Linked DNA regions of Ovis aries: region 2 is linked to region 1. The links are chromatin contacts, called in public Hi-C maps. All regions are on one chromosome and are shown on one strand. The core of a region is the stretch at or near the end of the contact, and the rest is flanking DNA. Distances in the headings are between cores, read along the strand shown.

The links. A called contact is a pair of places that touch in the nucleus more often than the background predicts.
Region 2: a Hi-C map of tail adipose tissue shows a contact between it and region 1, with 2.2 times the contacts expected there. The contact joins the promoter of CCBE1 here to the enhancer-like site in region 1. A contact is called at or near these places in 2 of 16 Hi-C or Micro-C datasets (skin fibroblasts and tail adipose tissue).

What each region holds. Positions count from the first base shown.
Region 1 is chr23:58,877,594-58,883,395 of ARS-UI_Ramb_v3.0, forward strand. All of the region lies in intron 2 of CCBE1 (collagen and calcium binding EGF domains 1), which reads right to left. Among named protein-coding and RNA genes, the nearest start is that of CCBE1, 67 kb to the right of the region's middle. Within about 2 kb of position 2,613, at least 15 of the 54 cell types and tissues checked have an H3K27ac peak or open chromatin away from gene starts, as enhancers often do. A contact at or near this core is called in tail adipose tissue, where this site is marked.
Region 2 is chr23:58,945,236-58,951,041 of ARS-UI_Ramb_v3.0, forward strand. CCBE1 (collagen and calcium binding EGF domains 1) reads right to left here and starts at 1,793. Exons shown (of 12, transcript XM_042239137.2): 1 at 1,337-1,793; 2 at 815-895. The coding sequence starts at 1,467.

The DNA of each region.
Region 1 (5,802 bases), core at 1,363-3,862:
CCTCTGGGCTGCTTCCTTCTTTCTCCCAGGGACCTGGAGGAATTCCCTGGATGGGGAAAAATCCACTTCTGCTCAGGCTTCCTGAGCATGTTCTGAGCTGGAAGGGACCACCTGCAGCGCTCCGTGTATCTCCCCCTGGCTGTGTAGGGAGAGCATCCAGAGGAAAAGCCGAGCCCCTTGTGGCTTTCAAACGCGTTTGTTTTTACCTGAGTCAGCACAAGTCCTCCCATTGTACTTGGCAGGATCTCAGCTTGGTTGCCAATGGAAAGGGCTTCCAGAATAATGTTCCTGCACTGGCCAGGCCCCTCAGGGCAAGTGAACTTCGGTGCATGGGGCCGGGAGGGGGCAACCACTGTGGGCAGAGCAGGTATTTGAAGGCGGTCATGCGGTCCAGCGCAGCACTACCCAGAGCTGGGAACGTGCAGTGAGACGGTCAGAACGATCCAGAAGGCCAGGGCTATCCTGGAAAGGCTTCCGGGACTCTGCAACAGCACAGCAAGGGCTGGGAATCCAGGGGCTGCTGGGAAACAGCCCAGAACAAAGCCCACGCACACTCAGGTCAAGCAGATTTAAGAGGGAAAGGTCTGGAGTCTACCCTTGGTCTGAAGGTGCAAAGATGGACAGTCCGTCAGGACGAGTCGAATCAGCCCCTCATTCCTGTTGGACTTGAACCTGGACTGGCACATCTTCTGAGAGCCTGGCCACCTGTGCTGGAACCCTGGCGTCAGTGCTCCCACTGCCCACGATGGGCACTGCTGGGCCTCCCGCCTTCGAATACAGAGGGCTCAGATGCATGGATGCGTGTGAGCGAGCGTGCTAGGTCGCTTCAGTCCTGTTCAGCTCTTTGTGGTCCTATGGATGGTAGCCTGCCGGGCTCCTCTGTCCATGAGATTCTCCAGACGAGGGTACTGGAGTAGGTTGCCATGCCCTCCTCCAGGGGATCTTCCCGACCCAGGGATTGAACCCACATCTCTTATGTTCAGGTACATCGATAAATAACCCTAAGTAACAAGTGCTACAATTTTAAGCAAATACTGCATGCCTCCCATTACCTAGGTTGTAACCAAATCCCAAACTGGTCCTCCAAAAAGATACGGGACCATTCCCATTTTACAGATGAGCAAAAAGAGGCTGAGAGGTGGGAAACCTGCTGGTCCCGCTGCTGGCTGGACTCAGATCTCTTGACTCCAAAGCCTATCTCCCTCCTGTCATCTGTGTGGCCCCAGCGCCCAGATGAGAGAAGGGGACAGCCTGTGTTGGGGATGGGGAGAAACACAGCCACCAGCTCTTCATTCATTGCCTTAATATCAGACGCAGGAGCTTGACTCCACATGGGGACCGTGCAGTGCCCAGATGCTATGGTTAGAGTTGGGCCATGGACTCACGCTCACACTTCATCTACAGGAGACTCCAGCCTACAAGACAGTTGCACAACCCCTACGCCGAGAACCCCGTCTGCAGGGGCCCTTCCGCACCCCAGCCCTGCCCCTGAATGAGTCAGCGCCTGCCTTCTCTCAGCGCCGCTCCACCTCGTCAGCAGGTGCCCAACTTTGCCTCCAGGTCCAACGTCCCCTTGCTGTTCTCTTTCACGACACTCCCCAAGGGTGCTTCCCGCCGTTACCTAAGTGCTCCGGAGAACCTTCAATGACGGGGCCACCTCAAGGCCACCCGTCTTAAGTCCTGCATGGATGAATCAACGGACACGGTCCTGCCCAAATCATCATTTGACCGCAGAGTGGCCATTCCACACAGACGCAGAGGTCAGCAATCCTGCTCAGAACTTCGTGGGACGTCACCTACTGGAGTGAGCGGCACAGGCTGCAGTGCACCCTCCTAAGTGTTCTCACGAGCAGCAGCTCTTCCTGATTGCTGCAGGGTTCTGGTGCAAGTCAAGAGCTCTGCGGCGCCAGATCTGACGGAAACACGGCTGAGAAACCTGACACTGTTCGGGATTTCAAAGGCAGCGCAGACGGCAGGATGCAAAGGGCCCGCTGACCGCACTGACTGCCGCGTCCACCGCCGCGTAACTGCTGCCATTTGTGAGTGCCCGCGCTGAGTCCTGTGAAGCTCTGCCCACTCCCTCAGTCAGCTGGGAACCATCACTGTCTCCCACGACACAAAGACCATGGTGCATGGGCAAGGCACATGTCCAAGACACGGAACGCAGAGACGGCGGAGCCAGAACGCAAGCCCAGCTGCCTCCTGGCCCCACCAGCCGGGTGGCACCCTGCCTCTTGCTGAGCACAGTCTGCTCAAGGACAGGGGTCCTCCTGGGTCCTGACTCTGCAGGATCACACCCTCGGAATACATCCACCCACGTGGAACTTGAGCGGCCGTGGGCTTGACCCTCTCCCGAGTCTCACTCCGTGCCTGCTGGGGCTCAGAGCAGCACTCCCGAGCCGGGAGGGGGCACTTTTTGTTTACGAATCTCGGATTCAGCCTTCTCTCCACTCAGAAGGATAAAGACATTCACCAGCGACCACAGAGAGGGGTAGAGTCTGCGTTACCGAAAGCACGGCTGGTTTGTTTTTAAGGACACACATGAATTCAAAGGAATGCCTGGTTGTGCAATCAAAAGCACAGGCTGAGAGCAGAAGAGAGCCAGTCACGAGCGGCCCCTCACTCTGGGGGAGGCGGTCCAAGGCTGTCAGAATGAATCGTGTGGTTTTTATTAAACATGTTCCCCAGTGCATAAAGACCCAAACCACAAGGCCACTAGGAATAACTCGTTCCAAATGATGGAGGGGTGTGTGTGTGTGTGTGTGTGTGTGTGTGTGTGTATGTGTGTGTGTGATGAACTGAACGGAATCACACAATCACCTTTCTGCATAAAAAAGAGGGCGGTCTGGCCTCCGAGGTCACAAGAAAGGCAATTTAAGCTGTGCAGCTGCCTGCTCGCTTCTCAGAGCTTCTGGTCGAGAAGTTCTTTGCAGCGCTAGCTGCCCTTATTCCTCACTGCCAGGCTGGCAGAGGACATTATTGATATTTCCTTTTCATTGGCCAGACCTTAACATCTCAGCCTCAAATTCCCGTTGGCCTGTGACAGAACCATTCCAAGGCCATGAGAGAACATTTGGGACCCAGCTGCAGAGACAAGAGCATCTCGAGTTGAAATGAGGGGACGCGCGAGGGTGGGAGGAGGAAGCAGCGGGGAGGGATGCATCACTCCTGAAACACGCAGGCGATTTCAACTGCTTCCTCCGCTTTTAAAATTTGTGACTGTTGGCATGCCAACATCTAGCAAACATAACTTTCCAACCTCAGTGTACTCTAGGGACTAAGAACAAAAAACAGAGTTAGGCTTCCTGCTGCTTAAACAGAAGGCACAGTTGAGTTTTTCAGTACTGTTAGAGGTGGTGGCCACGAAACAGGCTGAGCAAAGACCAAGAGGGCCTCGGCTTCCTCTTAATACAAGCACAGAGGCCACAGCTGTTGCAAGCCCGAGAGGCTTTTAGACACGGCAAAAAAAAAAAAAAAAAAAAAGGAATGCGCCTCAGACAAGCTCAGAGTCAGACTTGCCACCAGCCCCTATTGGCCAGGTTGCTTCCCCAGGGTTTCATCTGGGTTCACCAGCCCTCAGTCATTCCTCGGGCTCTTATTAGTTAATTAATCACCGGGCTCTGATTGTGCTCAGCAGCTTAGTCATGTCCGACTCTTTGCAGTCCCATGAGCTGCAGCTGGCCAGGCTCCTCTGTCCATGGGATTTTCCAGGCAAGATGACTGGAGTGAGTTGCCATCTTCTTCTCCAGGGGATCTTCCCAACCCAGGGGTTGAACCCAGGTTTCCTGCATTGCAGGCAGATTCTTTACCAACTAAGTCAACAGAGAAGCCCAAGGCTTTATTACTTTACTTGTATTATTCACTGACCTTAAGAAGGCAACGTGCTCATGGATAAAGGAGATAGTGTAAAAGGGAAGAACAAATCTGGCCCCACATTGGATCTGTTTCTTCAACATTGTATTCTGTCCCTTTTGCTATAAGAATTGTTGCCTATTGTCTAAAACATACAGGAAGGCCCATTCTCAAGGCTCCAACCTTTAAAGGTATAAATTTTCCCATTCATATGGAGATAAAACGTTGCAGACCAAGAACAGCATGCCGTGTTGGAGATTTACCGGAACACCGTGAACTGACCTATGTGGACAGTTGCAAGAACAAAGGCTCCTGACACCAAGAAGCCTGCATCACTCAATCACACCACCACCACCCCCTTTAGTATAAAGGAAGCATCAACTCTAACCCAGGTTAAGATGGTTCTTTGGGACAATAGCCCACCATCTTCTGGGTCTGTTGACTTTTCAAAGAAAGTCTCTATTCCTTGCCCCAACAACTTGTGCTTTGATTTACTGGCCTGTTGTGTGGTGAGCAATACAAGTTTGAACTCAGCAGCAACAAGACCTCATGATAACTGATGGTTCTCAACCATGGCTCTGCACCAGCTGCAGGGTTTAATGTATCACCCACAGCCCAGTCTCCAGGAGGCCAAGGCATCCAGGATTTTTAACCCCACCCCCACCCCCGTCCCAGGTTGGACACTAATGTCATAAATGGAATCTGAGATGCCCTGCTTTAAGTAGAAGGTCAGACCCACACAAAAGCATCAAACCGTAGCCAGGTACTAATGTTTACAGGGAGCTTTGGAGACACGCAGCCTCCTCGTGTGCAAAGGAGACAGAGTAAGTTCTAGAAAGAGAGCCACCTTCTTACCATCTGAGGCAACATTCTTAAGTGCAGAGCCAGCAGTGGGTGTGATTTAGGAATTTCTAAGGCGGTAAAGCGTCTGCCTACAACACGGGAGACCTGGGTTCGATACCTGGGTCGGGAAGATCCCCTGGAGAAGGAAATGGCAACCCACTCCAGTGTTCTTGCCTGGAGAATCCCATGGATGGAGGAGCCAGGTGGGCTACAGTCCATGGGGTCGCAAAGAGTCGGACACGACTGAGCGACTTCACTTTCACTTCAAGGCAACATTCAATGCTGACATTCTGGAGTTCTTAAATCAGTCATGATCACTTAGGTGAAGTTAATAAGAAAATTATAAGAGCTAAACATTTTGAGTGAAAGTACCAAAGCACAGAAGTGGGTACTGCCTCGGACGAACATGCAATGGACAAAGGAACAGAATGTTTACCTAATCCACTTTATGCAATAAGTTCCTGAGAAAAAGAGCCTATTGAGAGAGTAACTAAAGTTCCATCTTCAAGTGGTTTAAGTGGTTTATTGAAAGAATCCCACAGTATGTTCTGGGATAAGTTAGTCACTTTCAATCCATCTGTTTAGAAAGTTCAAGCTTTTCACCATGTAAATGCCCCTAGGAAAAGCACTGTTTTCAGGGCCTGGCTGACTCATAGAAGGCTCAGACGCGACTTCTGAGGACAGGATGGGGAGAAGAATGTCACAACCATGATAGAACAGCCACCAGTTACTTACTGAGCTTCTACTGTGATCCTGGCACTCAAGCACCTTAATGTGGGAAATAAAGGGCATTTATTGCGTCAGGCGCTGTGCTAAGGATTTTACACATATTTGCTCCTTTAAATCTCCCAGCAACAATGAGGTAGGTATTATTCTTATTTTACAGAGAGACAAACGAGAGCGCTGAGGACCTCATCCAAGGTCACTGCGGGAATAGTGGTGGGGAAGGGTGGGCCCCCGGGGCCACCTCACTCCAGAATCCATGCTCTCAGCCCTGCACTGTGCCACCGCCACGCGATCAACTCACCACATCCTCAAAAGAGCCCTGCGAGATCAGTACCGCCAGTGTGCCCATTCTACAGACAGGAAAGTTAAGGCCTGGGGTCA
Region 2 (5,806 bases), core at 543-3,042, 67 kb after region 1:
TAGAATCTGCTGGGAGTGTGTGATCCCTGGACCTCGAACACTATACCTTTAAAACGCAGGCAACTCACAAGTCTTTGTGGGTGCGTGCCTCCTTCTGGTGAAGGCACGGGGACACTGCCCGTGGTCCCCTATGGTGACAACGAACCGCTCCTCACGTTCAGAGAGCTGCACGCAGGGAACACTGACTTCCCTCAGAACTGCCTGGGGCAGTTTTCCAATCAGACGCCCTGGCTCTCGTCACATTTGCTTTTAACAAGCACCCAGGTGATCTGCGGACCAAATTTTCAGGAAGATGGATCCTCTTCCGTGACTCAACCATCTTGACGCTTTTGGTTTTTACGGAACAACCTTATCCACCGCCCGCCCAGAGGCCGTGACAAAGTTACACTCTGTCCCGGCAGAAGGTCAACAGAGAGCTAGGGACTAAGGATTTCCTTGTTGACTTTATGTTCAAAACAAAACGCAATCGGAACCACTTATCTTGGCTACGCCTCGCTATGCCGCACCGCTTACCCCACTGTCCCATCCCCTTTCTTCATGAAACTGGCAACCTTTCCTCCAACCACCACGCCAGCATCTCGGGGAGCGGTAAACCACCGCCTTCGGGTTCTGAGAGCAGAAACTCCAGGTGCGGACACTCAGTTGCCCGTGGTTGCTCCGGCTCAGAAACCACACACACAAGGGGAAAGAAAAAGTTTGCACCAGAGAGGACAGAGCACCCCACCGGTGGCCGCGGTCCCCGAGCGCGTCTCCAGGCCCCTCCTGCGGGCGCCGCCTCCCGGACCAGCCCGGTCAGCCGAGCCCCGGGGCTTACCTGAAGCACGTAGTGAGCTCCCCCGAAGGCTTCAGACACGGATACTTGGTCGTGGCGATGTTGTTTTCCGAGCAGATTTCTCTGAAAAAGTTAGGGGAACTTGGTTGGCCGCTCCGTGCGAGAGTGGCCGGCAATGCGCGCCGGTCATCCGCGTTCCGCGCGCCGAGGCGGCGCCGGTCCCCGAGCGCGGACGCGGGGAGGACCCCGAGGTCCGGGCCGGCGAGGGTCCCACGCAGCGAACCGGCCCCCAAGAGAAAGAAGAAGTACAGAAGCGGGACACTGACGGCGGCAGGAGGGCGGCGCGCGGTGTCACCGAGCCCCGAGCCCCGGACGCGGGAGCCCGGGGTGTGCGCGCGGAGAGGCGCCTACCCCGGAGTCTACGAAGCTGTTTCCTTAACCCAGGATGGGTGAGCGCCGGGGGAAGCCGAGAGCGCGCGGGGCACCGGCGGGGTGGGATGGGGAGAGGGTACCGCCTGCGCCCGGGAGCCGGGAGCGCACGCAGCAGGGACCCGCAGCGCGAACCTGTCGCCGTCGCCCGGCTCCTCGCGGTAGCTCCACGCGTGTCCTAGCGCCAGGAGCAGCAGCAGCGGACCCAGGCTCCTGCCCAGCCGGCCCCTCGCCGCCCCTGCCCGGCTCGGAGGCGGCGGCACCATCGGGGACGCTCGCGGCTTCTTGGCGGCGCTGGCCGCCTCTCCAGCCCTGCGCCCGGCTCCTCCGCGCGCGCCGCCGCCTGCCTGTCCCCGGCGGGGGGCGCCCGAGGCCGGGGGCTTCGGAGCCACCTGCGCGCCGCGCAGGGCTGCGGGGCTCGGGGCTGGGGCGCAGCGGCGCCAGCCGGGCAGCGGGGCTGGGACGCGGGGCCCGCGGGGTCCGGGCGGTGTCGCTTCCGAGGCTCACGCCGGACAAACGGACGCGCTCCGCTCGGCTCTGGGCGGCGCCCTCCCCGCCGGCCCCTTCCTCCGCTGGGCGCCGCGCGCGGCGTGCGGAGCGCGGGCGGCCGCTGGCATTTTACCCCGGGGTCGCAGAGCCGGGGCGGGGGAGGAGGCGGGGGGCAGAGGGCTTAACACGCCTCCTTCCCGCGGTGGGCTGGCTTCCAAGGACGCGGGTCAGGCCCGTGTTTTCCTCCCGCCCATCGAGCGTCTACACTGCCCGCCGCCCCGCCCCCGCGCCCCATCTCCTTCGTAGAAGGGAGGACGCAGGAGGTGAAGGCGGCCCAGCCTGAAACCAGAGAGTGTCTGTTTCCAGTCCCTTAGCCCTCCGGTCAAACAAGTAACGAGCTCTGGTCAGCCCTTTCCGAGGACTGTGAAACAGATTACCAGCCCAAGTTCGATGCATAAAGCAGGGCACTCAAAGCCGGTGCTCTGGGACAACCGAGGGGGATGGGGTGTGGTGGGAGGGGGCTCAGGATGGGGGACACATGTACACCGTGGCTGGTTCATGTCGATGTGTGGCAAAACCACCACGACACTGTAAGTAATTAGCCTCCAATTAAATAAATTAATTTTAAAAACCCTCTTGCTTTAATGCTGTTTCCACACCATGCACACAGGCGAAAGCTGGAAACTCCTGGAAGATCAGGGGAGACACTGAAGGGGCCGGTTCATCAGGGGCCTGCGGCCGGCTGGTTAACGCAGGGCTAAGAGGTCTCCTGAAACCCCCGGGCTGCGGGGCCTTTAATCAGGTCAGCTGGTGTTCCCACGTGTAACTGGTAGGCCTTTGCATCTTCACACTTGGTTGCCCATTCGGCGTTTCCGTGCCTGCCTGTTAAAGAGTAACTCCTGACAAACGTGCCCCGCTGAGCGAGCCCCAGTGGTCGCTGCCCAGAAACGAGGTTGTGATGTCCAGCCTCTAACAAACCCATGGTTTCTGCAGCTTTCCCGTGGAGGAGAAAAGACAGCTTGATCACAGGTTACTAAGGTTCTCATGGGTTAGGTGCAGGCGTTTTGATTCAAAATATTCTGGGCCACTGAGAATCACCCTATGTGTCTGACATCTTTCAAAGCAGTGGTATCCTCATTGTCCTGTAGAATGTTTTTATATTTTCCAAAGGTTTTTCACATTTATGACTTTATTTGATCCCATATCCCTTGAAACTAGGAGTCCGACTTCAGTGAGGTGGGGTGTTTGTTTTTTTTTTTTTTCCCTGTAAAACTTACACAGGCATGGCAGGGTACAAATCAGACTTGATTTGAATCAAACAAAAGAAGTGAATTTTCACATGGTCAGGAGACACTTCAGGAACTTTTAAAACCTGACGGTGACCATCAAAAGTCAGAAAGAAAGAAACAAAGTGGATTCAAACCCAGGATGCCTGGCTCCCAAGGTCAGTAACTTTGGCAAGTGACCTTTCTGAAACTTAGTTTTCTCATCTGTAAAATGGAGAAAACTCCCTATAAGCGTTTAAGAGTAATGAAGAAGGTGATGCGTATGATACCTTTTCCCAGTGGCTGGTGTATATATTGAGCGCTCAGTAGACATTAACTTATCATTTTGAGCCTAAATGATTATATTACACAGGATTTTCAGTTTTAACTTTTTAACTTTCTGCTTTTAGATAAATAGGAGTTTATTTCACAACAGCTGTTTGAGTTCCTAAAGAGATACCCCTCTAAGCACGTGAAAAAGAAACACACCTTAGAGGCTGTAAAATTTGTGTCACTTTAGAGGCCATTCTTAGGAGGGTCTATTTTTATTTTCTTAGCTGTTACTCTGTTTTTACGTCTGGCTGTCTTTTTTCTCCTCTTTACTCATTTGCTTTTCTACTGTTGAAATTGTGGATGTTGGTTCTACAGGTCATTAGTTACCTCGTTAAATAGTTAATAAGCCATATATGGGGACAGGGAGCTTTCCCGAGACAGAAATTCAAGCTGTAGATGATAAAAGCAAAATCAAATCTGTTGATTTGGGAGTCGAGGAGCTGACTTTGAGGCCTCCTTGTTTTCAGCCCCGCCACCGAGCCCAGATGAGAATGAGGTTTCTGAAGATGTGCTGCGGTCAGGTTTGCCTGGGGAGGAAACCCTGAGGCTGGGTGGCCAGAGGGCATGTCTGGAAGAGCGGAGCTGGGGCAGAGACCTTCTGAAAACCTTTGCCTCGAGACCTGGTATTTAAACCCACTGGCAGCTACGGACCGCACAAGGCATTTCTTGGGGGGCTGGGCTGGAAAGCACAGCAGAGTGGAAAGTGATGTGGATGTCATGGACGCATGCCGGTCCCCTGAAAAGTTAAACACGCCTGTTAAAGACAAAACCTGCGTTAGCTAAGGCTGCAGCCTGCATGGGAGACGTCAGACTGCAGCTGAGTGTGGCAGGGACCTCCGGGGGCTTGGGCTTTTCTCTCCTGATACCCTAACTCATCTCCCCCACTGATGTGCCCCATTCCCTCACTTCTGAAACACGGGCTGAGAGGACGCACCTCCTGCCTCTGTCATGGGAGTGTTATAAAGATTAATGATGCGGACCTCTGTGCTCCTGGAGGGAGGCTCTGTACAATTGTTAACTTTTCAGCATACCGCTGTCCGTGATGGTTTCCATATAGACCTGTCAGCTTCCCTGAAACACAGCAGAGAGTGGATAGTTATACAAGTTACCGTGTCCTAGGGATGTGGGGCTATGCCAAGGGAAGTTCCACTCCCGGGTGGACCAGCTATTGTTAAGGGCTTCTGAGCGTTGTCTGGGGGAGAGGCTGACTGGCTGGAGAAATCAGGGGCCAGCATACACAAGCAACGTGAAGCAAGAAAGGAAAAAACTAGGCCACTGGGCAGAGAGTATCCTTTGAAATAAGAACCATCGCTTCTTCCACTCATTTTTAAACATTTTTAACTTTTATTTTTTCAGCTGAGGCAAGTGGACATATAATACATTAGTTTCAGGTATACAGCACGATTCAATATGTTATCTATAGCAAGATGATAACTGCAAAAAGTCTGGTTAACATCCATCACCACACCAAGGTACCATTTTTTTTTTTCTTGTGATGAGAACTTTTAAGATCTTCTGTGTTTAATCTAGCTGTCAAATGGGCGTGGTAACCCACTCCAGTCTGCTTGCCTGGGAAACCCCATGGACAGAGGAGCTTGGCGGACTCCAGTCCATGGAGTTGCAAAAGAGTCGGACATAACTTACTGACTAAGCAACAACAGATGGTGTGGAGCAGATCAGATAAAGCAACTGGGGCAAAGGGGAAGATCCGGGGAGCGAAATAAAATGAAGCTGAAGGGACGTTAGTTTGCAGGATTGTGTAATTCCTACGCTGTGTTTAAAGCAGGACTTCGGTGATGATCCAGTGGTTAATAATCCTCCTTGCGACGCCAGAGACATAATTTCCATTTATGATTGGGGATCTGAGAGCCTGCAAGCCTCAACTAGAGAGAGCATGCCGCAGTCTACAGGGACCACAACCAAAAGAAGCCCATGGGCCAAAACTAAGACCTGATGTAGCCATAAGTAAACAAATACTAAAAAAAAAAAAAAAAAAAAAAAAATAGAGCAATTGACAAATCAGTTCTCTAGAGTCTCAAATTTCAATTCAGGATAATTACCTGATCAGTTACAAGATTCAAGGTAGCCATCATGGAAAAACCTAAAAATGGCCTAAACAAAGATTCACAGACTTTTCCTGGTGGTCTCCCTGGAACATAGCAATAGTCACCTAAAGGAATTTTCAAAGAAGCAAGACCCAGCAAGCACTGGGTAGGGTGCAATCAGAACTGGGAGTGGCACATGCAGAACTGTACCCCCAGAACAGACAGGTTGCCCGGACCCCTCCTTCCGTTTCCATCTTGACTGACATACGGCCAGGTCTGCCTAGGGAATTCGGGTTACCCCCTGAAGAGTATTAAAGCGCCCCAGTCTCCGAGCCATTGTGAGGACATGCTCGAGGCAAGAAGCCTCAAACATGTTTACACAGTCAAAGGGCTTTCAAGCCCTGGTTTTGGGGTGTGTACACCATCTTTGCACCTAGTCTGCCATCGTTTTAACTTGTCCAAATTCTGAAAGT